2 separate regions of the Pan troglodytes genome follow, and region 2 is linked to region 1. Evidence: chromatin contacts called from public HiChIP or PLAC-seq data. All regions are on one chromosome and are shown on one strand. The core of a region is the stretch at or near the end of the contact, and the rest is flanking DNA. Distances in the headings are between cores, read along the strand shown.

Region 1 (6,819 bases), core at 2,353-4,852:
TGTTATTATATGACCAGCAGGCAGGTAGAGTATATGCAGTGTGGATATGCTGGACAAAGGGATGATTCGTGGCCCCAGGCAGGATGGAGCACAATGGCATGAGATTTTATCACACTACACAGTACAGTATGCAACTTAAAAGTTATTAATTGTTCATTTCTGGAATTTTCCATTTCATATTTTCAGACCGCAGCTGACTTCCGGTAAGTGAAATTGTGGTAAGTGAAACCAGGAAAGCGAAACTAAAATAAACTAACAAATTACTAGAGAAACCCACACGTAGAATGTTGATTTTTAAAACCAAATTGCGCTTACTGATCATTCATATGCTTATAGGAAGAAAAACTATTAGTAATAATAAAATACAGTAGCAATAAGACAAATATGTCTTATTTGGGTGGCAAAAGAAGAATGTGAGATGATCTGTGGAGGATTCCCCACTTTTAACAAAAGTCAGCCTGCTCTGCTGAAATTAGCAAAATCACACAGGTGATTTCAAAGAAAACCCATTGCTTACAAAGAAATGAGATAATGATATAACAAATCAAGTATAGAAGACATTCATTAATGCCTTTATAATTCTCACAAACACACAAATAATCCAACAGCAAATTCTGATGTATGTGTGAAGCAGGAGGGAAAATTCATAGTAGGAGCAAAGAATTATCTTTAGTCCTTGCTGGTACAACCACCACCATGAATTCAACAAATATTTATTGAGTGCCTACTATGTGTCAGGTTCTGTTCTCTAGTTGAAGATACTATAGGAAAAATAACAGAGAAAACCCCCTGTCCTTGTGGATCTTACAATATAGTGAAAGATTTAAAACCTTGAGTAAGACATATGACTTGGGTGGCTAAAGGGTTTGTTATGGAAAAATTAAGAAGGACTGATAACAAAAATGGAATAATAGCTACATAAAGATATAAATACAAAATGAAGGTTGTTGATGACAGATAGTGAAACTGAATATATAAGCAGAGAGCACATTCTCATTATTCTAAATTATTTTTGCTAAAATCAAATACAAGTAATTACTTTCCTCTAATGCAGCTTGAAGAGAGTATTATACGTATGAATCGAAAATACTAAGATGATGACTATTGTTATATGATGCACAAGAAGGAACCATAATGTGCAACTACCAAATCCAGACCAACAGACTAGTTTCTACTGGATAAAAACTTCACTTAAAAACATAGGGAGATGTACTGATAAACTTTCTAACTTATCTGGAAATATATTCCAGAAATGAGAGGGGAAGAATACTGATTATAGGAAATTATTGCAAATATGGACATTAGGGGTTATTAAAGTAAATTTACGCAGTTATCTCAGCATAGGAGTAGTTTCTGATGTTTCATATACAATTATGCATTGCATAAAAGGTTTCAGTCAACCATGGATCGCATATACAACAGTGGTCCCAAAGATTGTAATACTTTATTTTACTGTATCTTTTCTATGTTTAGATACATAAATACTTTCCATTGTGTTACAAATGCCTACAGTATTCAGTACAATACTATGCTGTACAGATTTCTAGGTTAAGAGCAATAGGCTATTCCATATAGCCTTAGGTGTGTAGCAGGCTTATGAAAGTACACTCTATGATGTTGGCACATTGAAAAAAATCACCCAGCAACGAACTTCTCAGAACATATCCCCATTGTTAAGAGGCGCACGACTGTATTTAGTCCAACAACTTGCTGAAATGTGATTCTGCCATTTTTCCAGTCAACTCCTAAGTTTTAAATACCATACATCTGCCACCTTACCAGGCAGTTTCAACCATAACAACAGAAGAATACTCTGGGCAAATAGATCCCACTCTCTGAGGGTTGTGTTGGGGCTCAGAAAATACTACCCCGAAGTATGACACTTTGGCATGCTGAATACTTTGAACTAAAAGAGACTGGAAGGCCTCAGAAGCAGCCTCGGAAGCAGCCTCTCCCTCTGATCTCTTGCCCTTCTGTCTCCTGCCCATCTTTCGTCCCAGAAGTGAGTTACAGAAACCAGAATTCTTCCCCAAGGTGAGTGATAGAAACTAGGATCCCTCTCCTACAAAGCAAACCATAAAAACTGGAACTATTAAGCTTCCCTGCCATTCTCTGTAGGAACTGGCCATAAAGAAATTCTCTAACCTACCTTGCCTGATAGTAGGTCGCTAAGACCCTCATTCCAGAAGGGTCCTTCCTCCTCCGTAGGAGGAAGAAATGATACACAGAGAGGCCAAGAAGAATCTGAACAAACAGACCTTGCTGGGTTTCCTTCCTCAGTTTATTAACATTAGAGTATATCCTTTGTCCAATCACATTTTTACACAGTTGTCTATTCTTCATGGGTCCTACGCCTAAAAACAGAGATCTCCCTGGTCTCTGAAGTGCCTGGTGGTGTAAAACTTTGATTAGATTTGCTCTGCTTTTACCTTGTTAACCTATCTTCTGTTTTAAGGAGTGGTGGCTGTGATCCTTACAATGGGTGGTGAGGAAAGGTACTAAACTTTTCTGCCCCTGCGTTGCACTTTAAATAAATAAATGTATAAAAGCAAAGTAGACAAAGACACATGAAGTCATAATGAAAATACCAGAGTCAGCCAAGGAAGAAGGCAGACTTGCAGTTGAAATGCTCCAGATCACTTTGTCCACCGAACGAAAACATCTAAGAACATACAGTCCATACTCCAAGTTTTAAACGACTGTCCACCAAGAAGGGAAAAGGAGAACTGATGGCTCCTCTTAGGCCCATTCAAGACAAGGGGGTCCCAATTCCCTTGCTTTAGACTGGTGGGACTGGCAGGTAAACCTGAGGCAAATGACTGACTACAGGTTCCAAGGCCAGTTACTCCAATTAGAAAGCAAAACACAAAGTTTCAAAAAACAGTGAAGGCAGTCGGGAGGCTGAGGCACGACAATCGCTTTAACCCGGGAGACGGAGGTTGCGGTGGGCCGAGATCACGCCACTGCACTCCAGCCTGGACAACAGTGCGAGACTCCGTCTCAAAAACAACAACAACAACAACAAATGGTGAAGGGATGAGGCTGAAACATCACGGGAAGTAAAATAAATAATTGTAACAAGAAAACAACAAAGCATTGGAGAATCCACCCAGGCACTTCCACTGCTTAAAAAGGTACAGACTGCAGAAGCCAAAAGGCCCAGGAACTCCGGTCCCGGAACTCAACACCCAGACTGAAGCGAGCGCGGGGAAGCAGTTCCGGTGACCCCCTCCCGCCCCTCTCTCATCAACCCCGCCCCCTGGGCCCGCCCCGTCCCGCCCGGCTACTCACTGGATTCGCTTCCCACATAACGGTGACAAAATCGAGCGGAGAGAGCCTGTGGGAAGGGGCTAGCCGCGGGGCCTGGGTGTTGGATTTTTTTTTTCCCGCGGGTCCCCGGGAGCGAAGGGACGGAGATGCAACCTTTACGAAGGCCTTCCTTCTCCCCCTCCCTGTCACAAGCCAGCGTTTACAGACCACCCAACCTCCCGACTTCCGCCCGACGTTGGCCAGTCAGATCTGTCTCCGCCCCACTCCCACAAGCTCGCCCCGCCCCTGCACGCTTATCCGTACGCGCGCGGGCGGTCGTCCTGGGCGGGGCTTGCGAGTCTGTGTCTGACGAAGGAGTTTAAAGGGTTTCTGGTCCAACTGTATCACCCAGTGATCTTAAAGCCACGGCTGGCTGTATTTCTTTCCTATGAAACAAATTTTTATTGATCACCGTGTAACGGCCAAGAGTCACACAGGCCTGGCAATGGCATTTGGGAGAAACTTCATAATCTTTCAATATCTTCATCCTCAAAATGGAGATGGTAGTAATATCTCCCTAAGAGTGAGATTATTGAAAGCATTTAGCACAGTATTTGGCACACAGAGTTCAATAAGTGACGGTTATTTGCTCACAAGGGAACCTTTACATACTATCCCTGCCCTCAAGATTTTATAATCTAGAAAAGAAAGCAAAAAGTAGTTTAGAAAAGTTAAAAAGTGCAATATGATTTATAGGTAATATGGTGAATAGAGAGTGCTATGCGAGCATATTTACCTAGAGTAGAGTGTCAGGAAAGCTCCCTCAAGATGTTTAAAACCATGAGGATGTATTCCTACTGATGTAAAGAGAGCTGACAGAGTGAAATAATCTTCCATGCAACAAAGGATCTACCCCATAGGAAATGAAAATTAAACAGCTCATTATAGATCCTTCTGGACTTTTCTATGCCTCTACACATTGAAAAAAATGTAATCAAAGAATACCTATAGATTTAGAACCTGATTTTTTTTTTCACTTTAAAGATTATGTGGCTATCCTTCCATTCCATTAAGTTTAAATCTGTTTCATCATTTTATTTATTTATTTAGGCAGAACCTCACTCTGTCGCCCAGGCTGGAGTGCAGTGGCGCCATTTTGGCTCACTGCAACCTCCGCCTCCCGAGTTCAAGCGATTCCCGTGCCTCAGGCTCCTGAGTAGCTGGGATTACAGATGTGCGCCACCACGTCCAGCTAATTTTTGTATTTTTAGTAGAGACAGGTTTTCGCCGTGTTGGCCACGCCAGTCTCGAACTCCTGACCCCAGGTGATCCACCTGCCTTGGCCTCCCAAAGTGCTGGGATTACAGGTGTGAGCCATCTTGCACCCGGCCATATTTTAAAGTAGACTCATGGCATTCCATAACTTATGTGTATACTACGTACACACAAATAGACACACACATTTGAAATAATCTACTGAATAGACATTTGAGTGGTTTTCTATTTTTCACTATCCCAAAAAAATCCTTCAACAGGCATTTCTTCACATTTGTCCATTTACTTCTTGGAATTAATTCTTGGAAATAAAATAGTTTAATAAGAGATTGTTTTTGCCAAATGGTTGACCAGTTGCCCCCATGTCATTTAGTGAATATTCTTTCCTCACTACTTTGAAGTGCCACTGTTAATTACAACCTAAATTTGCATATACATATACATAGGTATACATACACATATATATCTGTTTCTGAACATTCTCCTCTATTAATTATCTGCTTATTCCTAAAATATGCCACAGTTATTACATATTTAATATATTTGCCTTTTCATAAAGGAACCTCTCCTAATTCTCTTCTTTTTCAAAATTTTCAATATCATGGGTCTTTCCATTCAGAAATACTTGTTTTCTGTATCTTTAGTTGCATTAACAATTTTTTTCAGATCTGCATCAGCATCTGTAAAAAAAAAAAAAAAAAATCACATAGGTTTGCATAATCCTTGGGAAGTTTGTTCCTAGATATTTTATAGTTTTTTTGTAAGTGAGATATTTCTTATTGCTGTAATTTAGGAAAGCTATTGATTTTTGTTTATTTACTTTGTATCCTACCACACTATGAAAAAATGTCTTGTTAGTTCTAATAGCTTGACAGCTCATCTCTATGAATTTGTACACAGACAATCATTATCACCTGCAAATAATGCATTTATTTCTTCCTATTGCATTGGTCAAAACATCAGAAAAATGTTTAAGACTACAGGACAAGATAATGGATATCCAGCTTTAATGCAGTAAGGCAAGCATGTGCCCATTTGGTGCTAGTGCTAGTTGGTATTCTTTTTTTTTTTTTTTTTTTTTTTTTTGAGATAGAGTCTCACTGTGTCGCCCAGGCTGGAATACAGTGGCACAATCTGGACTTACTGCCACCTCTGCCTCCTGGGTTCCAGCAATTCTCCTGCCTCAGCCTCCCGGGTAGCTGGGACTACAGGCACATGCCATCATGCCTGGCTAATTTTGTATTTTTAGTAGAGATGGAGTTTCACCATGTTGGCCAGGTTGGTCTCGAACTCCTGACCTCAGGTGATCCACCCGCCTCAGCCTCCCAAAGTGCTGGGATTACAGACGTGAGCCACTGCGCCTGCTAGTTGGTGTTCTGAAAATACACTATCATCTTTAAAGAAATTTTCTTCTATCCTGTTTTACTACATGCTGTTAAATCAGGAAAGAGTGCAAAATTTTACCAACTGTCTCTTAGCCTCTATCACTATATTCGTTTTTTACTCTGACTCTTTTATATAATGAATTATGCTCATTGATTTCCTAGTGTTCAACACATTCTTACATTTCTGAAATAAACTCTGCTTTGTCATGTTCTATTATTTTTTGATCAAATGAAAGCCATGCTGGGTTTGATTTGTTAATCTTTTATTTAGGATTAAAATGTATTTATAATTAATAAAATTGGTCCATTGTTACTGATTTTTGTGCTTGTCTGTAACAAGTTTTGGTATCAGAGTAATGCTAGCCTTGAAGAATGAACAGTAGCAGTTTAAGTGATTTAGGAACTAGCTCTTCCTTGAAGTTGGAAGTGAATTTTTACAAAGCAGGTTTAACTAGAAAGGTTAGAGCCAGGTCCTCAATCTTTTGTGAGGCTGGAGCTATACTTTGTTTTCTTGAAGATGTGGAGTTGCCTGAGCTGGTGGTAGGAGAGTGGGATGGAGAGAACACAACTGGTTTGAGTACATATTGAGTGAACAATTCCTTAAAATATAGTGCTCTATACCTAAGTAACATGAAGGGAAGTGAAAACGGCTATATGAATTTTAGTGATTTTTTTTGCTTATTTTTACTGCTTTAGGACCACTGAGTTAAACAGCAAGTATTGGAAGCGTCCTTAATGATTATTTAGCACACACAAAGTATTTAAACTTTTTAAAATAAATGGCCACTATTTTAAAACTGGGAAATTTCAAATTTAATAACATGGGCCTCCAGTTTTGCTTTCACACTGTATTCCCATATGTCAACAACTGACTGAAGCCATGTTGACTCCTTTAGACTGGGAATGGGCT
Region 2 (6,342 bases), core at 2,734-5,233, 670 kb after region 1:
TCGTCCCACCTCAGCCTCCCGAGTAGCTGGGACCACAGGTGCATGCCACCATGCATGGCTAATTTTTGTATTTTTGGTAGAGATAGGTCTCACCATGTTGCCTAGGCTGGTCTTGAACTCTTCAGCTCAAGTGATTCACCTGCCTTAGCCTCCCAAAGTGCTGGGATTACAGGTGTGAGCCACCTTGCCCAGACATGAAATTTTATTTTATCAAGCTGATACTCTTAATAGAATCTCCAACTAAAATGAAATCAGCTTAGGGGATCATTTAACTAATTTCATGATTATTTTCCTTTACTATTACAGGCTATTGCATAGAGAAAGGTCAAAAGTCTTAACTCTTACGTATTCCCTTGATACTAATAAAGTAATGTTACTTTCTTAAGCCTGATATTTCAGTTTGAAACCAAGTGGGTATAAGGACATAAAGAAAATGCTACAGATTTTGAAGGTCTGAACATTACTGTATTTACATTAAAAAGAGTTTTCCATGTAACTTTAAAGGGTACATTGTTACATCCTTTGAAAGAGAAGTTAAATGACTAGCTTATTAACACATTTAACTCAGATGACTGACCGATTTCAGTTTTACAGACACCACTTAGAGAATGATATAACGGAAGAGCACTGAGAGAGAAGTTAGGACACCTGTGTTCTGGCTTTGGCTCTATTATTATCACTATGTTCGTGACTTTAGACAGTGGTTCACAATCTTAATGTGCATTAGAAACCCCTGGAGGCCTTATTTAAACAGACTGCCACATGCTACCCTAGTTTCTGAATCAGCAGAAATGGGATGCAGCCCGAGAATTTGCATGTCTAACAAGCTTGCAGGTGATGCTGTTGCTGCTAAATGATTAGAAACCATATTTCAAGAACCACTGCCTTGGGTAAATAATTTAACCTCTTTATGTTCCAGTTTCCTTGTTTGTACAATGTGATTGGGCTATAAAGTTTCTAGGTTCTCTTATAACTCTAACCTGTGATCTAACATATTCTGAATTTTAAATTTTTCCTAGACTGTGAGATAGAGCACAGACCTTTAAAAACGGTTTAATACATATAACTTTATAAAACTAATTTAGGTAAGCAAAGACTATTCAAAAATTAGTACACTTTCTGTTCTATGGCATCTCAGAAATTAATGACCAGATTATTAAAAGGGCAACCAATTTAGCACTATAATTCTATTAGCACAATTAGCGATAGCTAAACTGCCTTATAACTTCACCCAACTAAATTCAGAAGAGCTCCTCTAATTCCCAACTTTGTAGCTAATTTTTCATTATAAAATCTAATTTTTATATTTTGTAAACAACTACCACTTATAGGAAAAAACACTCAATAAAAGAAAGCTCTGGAGAAATGTTTTTATTCTTGGAATCAGTTCCTATGTTATGGCTGTTTCCAAAGCTTCTTAGGTTTATGCTTTCTAATATGAAACTTCTAATGACAGACTATTGAAACTAATAAAGTGGTGATACTTAAAAAAAAATCAGTCCTCACCTTTTTCTATAAAGCACGGTAAACTGTGCAGCAGCATCAGACGTCCATGTAAATGACTGGCATTCTCTTGAACAGGAAATCTGAGTGGCACTCTCAGTTCTAAGCACTGACTTCCTACTTTAAATTTATATACAAATTCTCTCTCTCTATTGCAGAATCTTTCTCTGTTTTTCTTCATATTCTTTGACAGGATTTCTACAGAACTAACAAAAAAGCAGTAGGTTATAAGTCCATAAAGAAATTATGTTTCATTATTGCTGTCCCACTTCTAAGAAAACATTCCACCATTGAAGAGATTTTGTCTACGAGCCAATTATTCTAGTTTTTCCCAAGTGTTTATCCCTGTACTTCCATCTTCATGATGAAAACAAAGTGCTTCTTAAAAAAAAAAAAAGACACTTTGTTTTAAACTTGATTTAAGAAAAAAAATTATGGCCATAAAGTACTTTATATTCCAAGGCAGGGTTCTCAATAATAGGGAAGGACCATTGAGAGAAGAGCAGAGAGAATTCTTAGGGAGAGTTCATGGGTGGGGAAATACAAAGCTTAAGAAACCGTTGGTAAAAAGAAAGTCAAAGAAGCAGATCAGGGACCAAGGAGTGATCCTGGAGAACTTAGAGGTTGTGGTCATGAGATCCGACTGGGGGAAGGGGAGTAAGAAAGTGTTAGAAAGATTTCCATGTGGGAAGAAGATACACAGAAAAGGGAGAGTACAGGACCTCCACTTCCAGCCCACACCCCAAAGGCAAACTAGACACTACTAAGGAAGAAGAAAATCTAGTTAAAGGCAGTAAGAATCAACATCAATTAAAGATTTATTTATTCATCAGCCTTGTAACTGGACTTCCTATGGCTAGGCTTTCTCCCATCAAATCAGTTCTTACATTATTTTCTACACTGAAGTTATAGTAATCTTCCTTTTTAAAAAAGGAATATACTTATCTGATCATGTTGTTCATCCGCTTAAAAACTTTCTATGACATTCCATTGCTCTCAGGATAAAATGTAAACTCCTTATCCCAGTTTACAGCACCCCTGCTTATATTTCCACTCTTCTCTCAGAAACTGCACCTCTCCTTCCTAACACACAAATTCACAAATCTTATTTTCCAGCCATTCTGAACTTCTGTCAACACCAAACTTCTCTTTCCATGCCGAATCTTTTTGAATGCCTTTTCCTTTGCCTAGAGCACTCTTACTGATCTTAATTTCGTTGGATAACAATTGATAATTCTTCAGGTCTCAGTTAAGCCTCTAGGAAGACTTATCCAACTCCCTAAAACTGGATTGGGTCCCGACAGGCTCTCATATTAGCCTGGACTTATTTGAATCATGGCACTTATCACGCTCTATTTCTTACTCTTGGCTAGAAAACAGTCTTCTTGAAGTGGAAGGAATACTGTCTTGTATTCCATATATTAGGCAGGATGTTGCGAATGGCAAGAACTAATAAATAATTGTTGGATTGTATGGCGTTTTTATTTTATGGTGCTCACTGGAAAAATAAAGAACAAAAAATTATTCATACGGTTCTTTAAAAAGATATCACCTGAAATATAAAAAAAACTCAAAGGACTTTTGTACATGTCGTGGGGCGGGGCTAAGTTGAATTATCCAGACTATATTTTCAAATCTGTATGTAGGCTATACACAAAAATCTTCGTCTATTTCACCATAATGCAAAGAGATAGGGTATTTGTTTTATTCAGAAAGAATTAAAATTAAACGTAAAGCAATACAAATTTTTATGTTAGAAAACTACCAAAACTACATAAATGTCTATTCTATGATGTAGAAATTTCATTCCTAAGTATATATCCAAATACACACACACGCATATGTTCGCTAAAGTACACCCAGAAGGATGCTCATATAAGTTTTATTTATAATACCCCAAACTGGAAACAACCAAAATGCGTATTAGTAGGAGAATAGTAAACTTGTTTATTTTATCAGATAAATACTACACAGCAAAAAAGAATCAACCACTGATAAATGCAAAAATATGAATGAATCAGGAATGTTGAAAAAAAAAGAGAAGGCAGACACAAAAGCTCTGGTTCAACATTTAGACTTGTGTTTCAAGAAACTGATAACTTTAGTTCTTTCTCCTCTCGCTCTTTTTTCAGACTAATGGTCTATCCTGAAGCCTTGGTTCAGTTTTAGCAACCGTGAAATCCAGGAAGGTTTCCCATAAGAAAATGGGATGGGAGGAGGTCTGGACCGAACACACACAGCCAACAGAGCGGAGGCTCTGAGGCTCACATTAATCAGGGAAAAGGAAGACAGACGGTCGAGCTGAGAAACTTCAGCCGGGTGAGGGGACTAATCCCTCTGTAACGGTTGTCAGTCTGAAAGGGCATCCTCACTCGGTTCTGGACTCACCTCGTCTAGTTCCGAAGTCCTGGGCAGTCCGCTCACTCGAGCTGTCAGCGCGTCCTGCACGGGGAAACCAGCTGACTTGCCGACATACTTTTTCCACCCCGCGGATCCGCGAACGTAGATTCGCCACATCCTTTTCTATTTCCTGGCATCTTGTAGAAAATTTCTCAGTCCAAGTGCCTCTATGTCCCAACGTGTTTCAATTTAACCATTTGAAAGGTGCAATAAGGTGTATTTCTATTGTTATTCTGTAGTTCAGAGACAGGGCAAATCCGCCGTTGTGACGAAAGTGCAGGGACAAAGCACAAACTCGGCTCTCGTGGACCGGATACGGAAAAGCGGTGCCTTGGGGAGGGCGGGAGCAAATTCGCTTTCCCCACAGCGCGTGCGCCGCCGCAAGCATGGCTGGTGATGATTGGACGACTGGTAACAGGGGGCGGAGGGCTCCGAAGTCTGGTTTTGGGCGGGAATTGAAACCGCCGCTGAAGCCGACAAGAATTTGAGAACTGTAAATACCAAGCCTTGAAAGGGACCATGGTGCGGCCTGTGAGGTGGGTAGTTCCTGACATTCGTCGGGGGTGGGAAGAAAACTAAGGGAAAAGACATGAGACTAAGGGGAAAGGATCGAGTAAGACCGGAGGGCAGCGATGGTGGGGTTAGGATGGACGGTTATCAAGAACCCAGTCTCCAGTGAGAGCCACCCGTTGCTCAGAAGTATCCTAGCATCGTAGCTTTTTCCTTCTCTTTGCCTCCCTTCACAACCGTCGCCGTTTCTTTCACCAAGACCTTGTTAGCGTTTGAACAGCGCTTTACATTTCACCGAGCGCCCAATTATGTGTTATTTTATTTGTTCATCACTGTAGTTATTTGATATAGAAAGAGTAAGCATTCCTGTTGTATTGATTTAACATTTCTACGTATAGAGGGTAAGTTATCTGAGTCATACAGCCCAGTAAGTGGCAGGGCAATACTCAAACCTAAGTCATCTCACTCCAGATCCTCTGTGCTTTCCATCGTGGTATTAGAAACGATTCTTCTATTTACACAGTTGAGTGCCATGGAAGCCTATAGTTATCCATTCATTTAGTAAAGTTATTGAATATATTCACTTCTTTAATGTACGAGGTGCTGGAGGTTACATTCTAGTGGGAGGTGAGGTTAGGGGGCCGAAAATAAGCCTCGAAATATGAGAGTGCGAAAGAGGAAAGCACTACTTTAAATATAGTAGTTAATATGTGACTCTGAGGCGATAATACATGCACTGAGTCATGGATCAGGGTAGAGGGAATAGGAACCAAGGCCCCATCCTTGACCATATTTTAGAGACAGTCTAAAGCTGTAGGATTAACAAGCAGTGGGGAGAATCGTAGGGGGATTAGGCCAGAGAAATAGGCAGGTGCCAGAACAGATAGGGTCTTGTAAGTCTTAGAAAGGAGTTTAGGTTTTATTTTAAGTCAATGGGAAGTCAGTGGAGGGTTTTAAGTAGGGGAGAGATATCTAAGTTTGCTTTTATAAAGGTCACTGGCTGTTGGTGGAGAATAAATGATGGATAGGGTGACCAGAACGGGAGCAGGAAAATCAGGTATTATATCACTGGAGAGCGGTTTGGGATAGGGTATTATTAGTGGGCATGGAATGGAACAGATGAATTTGGGATGTATTTCGGAGGCACTGTGGACAGAACTTGCTGATGAAGTAGATGTACAGGTAAGGGAAAGAAAGAATCAGAGATGACTCCACAATAGTTTTGGTCTGAGCTACAGGATGGATGATCTTTGTATTAAGATAGGGAAGACTAGGAAAAGGAAGGTTAGGAGGTGTGAGGGATCAAGATTTCTGTTTCGAACATGCTGAATTTGAAATGGGTTTTAAGCATCCAGGCAGTGGAGTCATAATCCCTTTGTAAAGAACAGCAGTTGTTAAAGTATGGTCTGCAGACCTCTGGGGGTCCCTGGAAACTTCTCTAGAGGTCTATGAGGTCAAAACTCTTTTCATAACAATACTAAGATATGATTTGCCTTTTTCGCTGCTTTGTCATTTGCACTGCAGTGACGATAAAACTGCTGGCACCTCAGAACAATTAAGGCAGTGGCACTAAATTGTACTACTAGTCTTTGCAATGTTTACTGCCATACTCTTAAAAGTAAAAAAAAAAAAATCATTTCAGTTAAGAATATGCTTGATGAAGTAGTGGAAATTATTATATTCATCATAGCTTAACCCTTAAGTATACTAATTAAAAATAGGCTATTGATTTTATTTTACTATTATTCAAGTTCAGAATTTATAAAGGGGTTTTCACATTTTATTCAGCTCTAACTTCTTTAACTCTGAAGAGTAAGAGAGTAATATGAGTGCACTTTTTAATATTTTGCGTGAGGAAACAGGAAGTACACATAAAGCACTTTTGTATACTCATGCGTGATAGTTATCTCAAGGAAAAGCACTTGTGAG

Evidence for each region. HiChIP or PLAC-seq counts read pairs in DNA pulled down with a chosen protein or histone mark.
Region 2: a contact with region 1 is called in an H3K4me3 HiChIP or PLAC-seq map of stem cell-derived excitatory neurons, with 2.7 times the contacts expected there. The contact joins the promoter of FERRY3 here to the promoter of PARP11 in region 1. A contact is called at or near these places in 1 of 7 Hi-C or Micro-C datasets (stem cell-derived neural progenitor cells) and 1 of 1 datasets of contacts at active chromatin or transcription factors (stem cell-derived excitatory neurons).

The regions. Positions count from the first base shown.
Region 1 is chr10:11,044,118-11,050,936 of NHGRI_mPanTro3-v2.0_pri, forward strand. PARP11 (poly(ADP-ribose) polymerase family member 11) reads right to left here and starts at 3,603. Exons shown (of 9, transcript XM_016922812.4): 1 at 3,292-3,603. It overlaps LOC134807542 (a long non-coding RNA gene), which reads left to right and starts at 1,944. Exons shown (of 2, transcript XR_010148242.1): 1 at 1,944-2,034.
Region 2 is chr10:11,709,428-11,715,769 of NHGRI_mPanTro3-v2.0_pri, forward strand. It overlaps FERRY3 (FERRY endosomal RAB5 effector complex subunit 3), which reads right to left and starts at 3,984. Exons shown (of 14, transcript NM_001280362.1): 1 at 3,892-3,984; 2 at 1,507-1,709. The coding sequence starts at 1,684. It overlaps RAD51AP1 (RAD51 associated protein 1), which reads left to right and starts at 4,216. Exons shown (of 9, transcript XM_508941.9): 1 at 4,216-4,439. The coding sequence starts at 4,423.